2 separate regions of the Zea mays genome follow, and region 2 is linked to region 1. The links are chromatin contacts, called in public Hi-C maps. All regions are on one chromosome and are shown on one strand. The core of a region is the stretch at or near the end of the contact, and the rest is flanking DNA. Distances in the headings are between cores, read along the strand shown. Region 1 holds the start of LOC103635377 (GATA transcription factor 15). Region 2 holds the start of LOC100280182 (Putative DUF1296 domain containing family protein).

The links. Hi-C and Micro-C count contacts between places; a contact is called where the count stands out from the background.
Region 2: a contact with region 1 is called in a Hi-C map of ear, with 1.9 times the contacts expected there. The contact joins the promoter of LOC100280182 here to the promoter of LOC103635377 in region 1. A contact is called at or near these places in 3 of 25 Hi-C or Micro-C datasets (bundle sheath, ear and leaf).

Annotation. Positions count from the first base shown.
Region 1 is chr8:75,289,974-75,292,504 of Zm-B73-REFERENCE-NAM-5.0, reverse strand. It overlaps LOC103635377 (GATA transcription factor 15), which reads left to right and starts at 1,273. Exons shown (of 2, transcript XM_008657842.2): 1 at 1,273-1,800; 2 at 2,151-2,435. The coding sequence starts at 1,273. The coding sequence ends at 2,435.
Region 2 is chr8:75,926,697-75,929,227 of Zm-B73-REFERENCE-NAM-5.0, reverse strand. LOC100280182 (Putative DUF1296 domain containing family protein) reads right to left here and starts at 1,266. Exons shown (of 10, transcript NM_001153114.1): 1 at 884-1,266. The coding sequence starts at 1,088.

The DNA.
Region 1 (2,531 bases), core at 24-2,523:
TCCATGACACCATGACGTTGCCTGGCCGGCCGTACAACGCCTCCGCTAGCGCTAGGAGGGCCCCCCTGGCCCGAGAGCCGCCGCGGCGCCGCGTACTACGCACCTATATGTCCGGCAACGGCCCCGGTGGTGGTGCTCTGGTGTGGCTGGGACGGGCCTCGACGCGACAGGCGCGGCAGCATCGCGATCCGCGGATTCCGCGCCGGCGTTGTGGTGCGACTAGGAGTAGGAGTAGGAGTACTCGTATACGGCGCGTGGGAGACTGTTCCACGGGTCACGTATCTCCCCTGCTTTTGACCGCCCGGGGCTCGCCACCCAGCCTGCGCCGTCGATGAGTCGCACGTCTCGGCCGCGGCCGGTGACGTGACGCGAGGCAAGGGATGGGGCGTATTAACGTATACGTGGTAGTGGTACACGACCAGGCCCAGCAGGTACGTGGTGCGAGACGCCTGTGCCTGCGCCTGGCTATGCATGCATGGCAACTAGAGGTCTGCGATATGGATGCCTGCCACTGGCGTACTGCCAGGCCTTTCTTTCGCTTGATCTCCGGTCCTGTTGTGTGACGTCTGGACTCTGGAGCAGTCGCTCGTTACGGTTGCCAGACACCGCCAGCCGGACGCCGTCCTCTCCTCCATCTGCCGTCTCTCGTCTCGATTCTCTCCTTTTTCTCGTTTGGGTCTCGTCTACCCTCTCCTACTCTAGGCGATGCTATCCTGCATTAGTATGCTGCTGCTGGGCCCTGCTCCATTGATTCTCCCTACTGCGGTGGCATGTAGTACAGGACTACAGGCACTGCTTGGATACATATAGCCATATAGGGTGAACACTGAACAGCCGCTCCGCTACCGGTCTGCTTTCGAGCAGTCAGCTCATCACGTCGAGCCCGCCTGACTGACCTGACCAGGGCGCGCAGCCCACAGACGTGTACCGCTACTACTCATTGGGTGCTGCCCGCTTCTAGCTACTCCTTCCTTCCTACACTGGCTAGGGCATGCAATGCAACCGAGCCGCGCGCAGGATTCAAAGCATTGGCATTGCCATCGCCATCGGCGAGGGGAGGCGAGCAGATCGGCCTCTGCACAGCGAATCTGATCCTATAAAATCCTAGCTAGCCCTGCCTGCTGACTAGCTGAGCTCCTGCACATCCGCCCACGTCCACCACCCGGGCCCAGTGGATCCAAGTATCCAAGCCAAGTTCAGTTCCGAATCTCCTCTCCTCCTCTCTGCGCCGCGCTCGCTTTAAAGCCCAGCACTGTGGCCTCGTTGCAGACCATGCTTCGCCACTGCACCCACAAGCAGCACAGACACAGCCACCAACAGAGCGTCGTGGCCGCGGCCGCTGCCCCCGCCACCATGGCGGCCGCGTCCCCAGCCTTCTCGCTCTTCTTCCCGCTGCCCAACACCAAGGCCTTCCAGTTCGACGACGACAGCCACAGCTCAGTCACCACCTGCCCCTCGTCCCCGTCCTCCTCCTCTTCCTCCACGGGCACCGTCGACTGCACGCTCTCGCTCGGCACGCCGTCCTCGCGCCGCGCCGCCGCCAAGCCCCGCCCGCCGTGCCTGGCGCTACCGTCTCGCAGCGCCGTGTCGTGCGACGTCGCTGCACCCGCTGACCAGTCCTGCTGCTGCCGCTGCTGCTCCTGCCCGGGCGGCAGACGTCCCTCTCCCGCGGCCGCGAACAAGAGAGCCGCGGCCGCGCACGGGCACGGGCAGGACCCGGCGCCGCTCGTGGACCACCGCTGCGCCAGCTGCGGCACCACGTCCACGCCGCTGTGGAGGAACGGGCCTCGCGGGCCCAAGGTTCGTTTCATCGTTCTTCCATCTCTCCAAGCGAAGCGACGCTGGCTGGAACAAGGTTTCAGCGCTAGCCCAGCATCGTTGCAGCTTTACATGAACCAAAATTGTCACATGTTCACGTGACACACGCGGCGACGCACGACATGAGGCACAGCGTCGTGTCGTCTGCCTCTGCCACTGGCAGTTTTTTTTTTGGACATCCGCTAGCGCTTAAAACCAGCGCGATCTCCCATACGTATAATATGCCAACGGCGACGACACTTTGGTCGTCCTCGTCCCGTCCCATACCCCGCCGTGCGTGCATGCATGCATGCGAGTGCGCTGACTAATGCGTGTATGTGTGCTGCCTGCAGTCCCTGTGCAACGCCTGCGGCATCAGGTTCAGGAAGAAGGAGCGGCGTGCGGCGACGGGGACGACGACGGCTGACATGGACCAGGGCGGGTGCTACTTGGCGCAGCGGGCGCAGTACGGGGCGGCGACGTCTGGTAGGGCGTACTACGGCGGCGGCGACGGCGACATCGCGGACGCCGAAGCAGTGCCGGCGCAGTTCCTTGCATGGCGACCCAGCGTCGTCGAGGCGGCCGAGTTCGCGGCGGTCTGGCCGGAGCCGGCGACCTTGTTCCAGTACATCAACTAGTCCGGTTCGGGGTACGCAAGGCAAGCGCAACGGTTTTGGGGGGGCGTTTTGTTGAACCGTTTTGCACGCGGCCGAATGAACCTGGACGCTTGGAAC
Region 2 (2,531 bases), core at 17-2,516, 640 kb before region 1:
GTGAGCTTAAACACGTCCTAAACTCCTAATGCTGAAGACAAAGGCATGTTTATGCTAGGCGCAACAGTTTCAGTCTATATGATATTCAATCCAACATATGGACCAGGTATCATGATCCTGCAACACAGCTGAATTACAATGGAATAGTAATCAGGACTTATGTAGGGAAATGACCCCCCCCCCCCCCCCCCCTCTTCATCTCTATTATTACACCATATGGGTGGCACAATCTGTTGCAAAAAACACATCCGTAAATGCACAAAAAAAGTTGCTCGTTGAGAAAAAAGTGTTCTCTCATCTCTATCTCTTCTCTACTATATTTAAGTGTGAATTTTTCACGCATCGTCCCCCATGGAAGAGGTTTGAACCCTGCACTTCTTGATGCAAGGCAAGAAACTTTAACCACTTCAGCTCACAACTGTTTTGTGCTATACAAATGAGAGATATAGTAAACATATAGGTATACTAATAAATTGAAAATAAAAAACATAATCAGGTTTGAATAAATATCTCATTTGAACAAAGTCTACCGTAGCAATATACGGGCAACTAACTAGTCTGAATTAAAAAGTTTAAAACTACCCACCATGCTTCACAGCCACGTTGAACCTAAAACTGGCAAGCAAATACAAGTCACAACGTACAGCATCCGCAGAACCAGACCGGATTGGCAAGCAATTCAACAGCAACCGTCCAAAATGGGGGTTACGACTTATACGACACAGACCGCGCATATCAGCGCGGCGCCAAATCACCGTGCTAAGGTGGGGAAAATCAAACCCTAACGGGCATCGCACGACAACGTCCACACTAAACAGTTGGAGCCCGCGAGGACAGAGCTAGAGCGAGGAGAGAGAGACAGGCAGCGTGTATATACCCTTACCCTGGGAGATGAGCCTCTCTACGGCTATGTCGGGGTCCATGCCGCAGTCGCAGAGGGTGGCGTAGATCTCGCCCTCCGAGCGGTCGGCCAGGATCCCCTTGAGGCTCTGCACCATCTTCCTGGAAGCAGCCGGGACCGCCGCCGCATCCGCATCCGCCCCGTCCGACGCCGCATAGGAAGGCTGCCTCCCGCCGCCGCCCCTCATGGCGCTCCCGCTCCCGCCGCAGCAGCCACCACAGGCGCCTCAGCCGGCTCCTCCTCCTCCTCCTCGAACCGGGGCGGCGACGAGCTGCGGTCGCGTCGCCGCTGCGCGCGGTGTGCGGAGCAGCAAAACCCTCGTCGCCGCCGCCTCGCTCCCCACACCCCACGCACCGCGTATTGCCTCTCAGCGGCTCAGCCACGCACGCACCGAGAGCGAGAGGGCCGGCCTCGTGTACGAGGCACGAGCTCAGCTAATAATAAACGGCCGGGAACGGGAGATGCGGTTTCCTGTCCTGCGCTGCAAAAAGAAAGAGAGTTGAAGAGCACCCTGCTCTTCCGTCTGTCATATGGGTTGCGTTGCGCGAGCTGGCGGCTTGGTGCATCCGGGCAGTTGTCTAGCTAACATGTGGTTTATATTAAAAAGATGTTTGGTTACTTTATACAAATACTTGCTTCCTGAGCTTGTGTGTTTGGTTTGGCTTTTTAACTTTGGTTTTTGCCCTCTAAAAACCAAAAGTCAAACCAAAGGGTCGGATTCAGAATGCAGCTTAATCTAAAAGCTGACTTTCTCGCAATTCAAAACTTAAAGCACCACTAGATCTACTTTTAGTGGCTTTCCGATGTAACTGTAAAAACATATATCGAAGAACTTTTAACGGCTTTTAGTGGTTTTCACCAAACGGTTTTTAGCTTTCTAACAGCTCACACCCGCAACAGCCTTTTTCACAGCTCACAGCCCACAACAGCTTTTTTCAAAGCCACAGCTCAACCAAACAGACCCTTAGTTGTTGCTCCTGCTCTGAGCGCGCTCGCAGTAGCCTAGCCCCGAGAAAATGGACGTGGGTTTCGTTTATCTGGAGTCAGGTCATAGTCATATGTTATACAGTAGATCAGTATAGGACACCAAAAGTATGGATTTGCATATGCTTAGCCTGGATAATTGGTTCTGTATCCAACCAATCAGTCCCTTAATATACATACTACCACAATATTTGTGCATTACGACGGTGCATGATTATATGAATTGTCGAAGTTATGAACCTGTAAATCAAATACTAAGGGTTTGTTTGTGGAATTATATTTTGACTTGATTAAATAATCTAAAAATTTGAACTAAGTGTTATTTAGAAATGTTAGAGTATATGATCCAGTCAGATTATAATCTCAAACAAACACTCCCTAAGCAAACTAGTTAGTTCAAAAGATTGTGATGGTCATCAAGCACCAAAATTAATATAGAAAATGGTTAAACTCTGTTTCCCTTTCAATTTTGCATGTGATGACACATTTATGCTTTAAAATAGTCGCTATATCTGTCTTAATCTATATATGGTTGAATAGTTTGAGATAAAATTTATATTAATTTTTACTTCGATCTACTTCGCAAGAATTAACATAAATACATATGCATCAAAACGAGTTCTTAACTAAGAGCTAGTTTTGCACT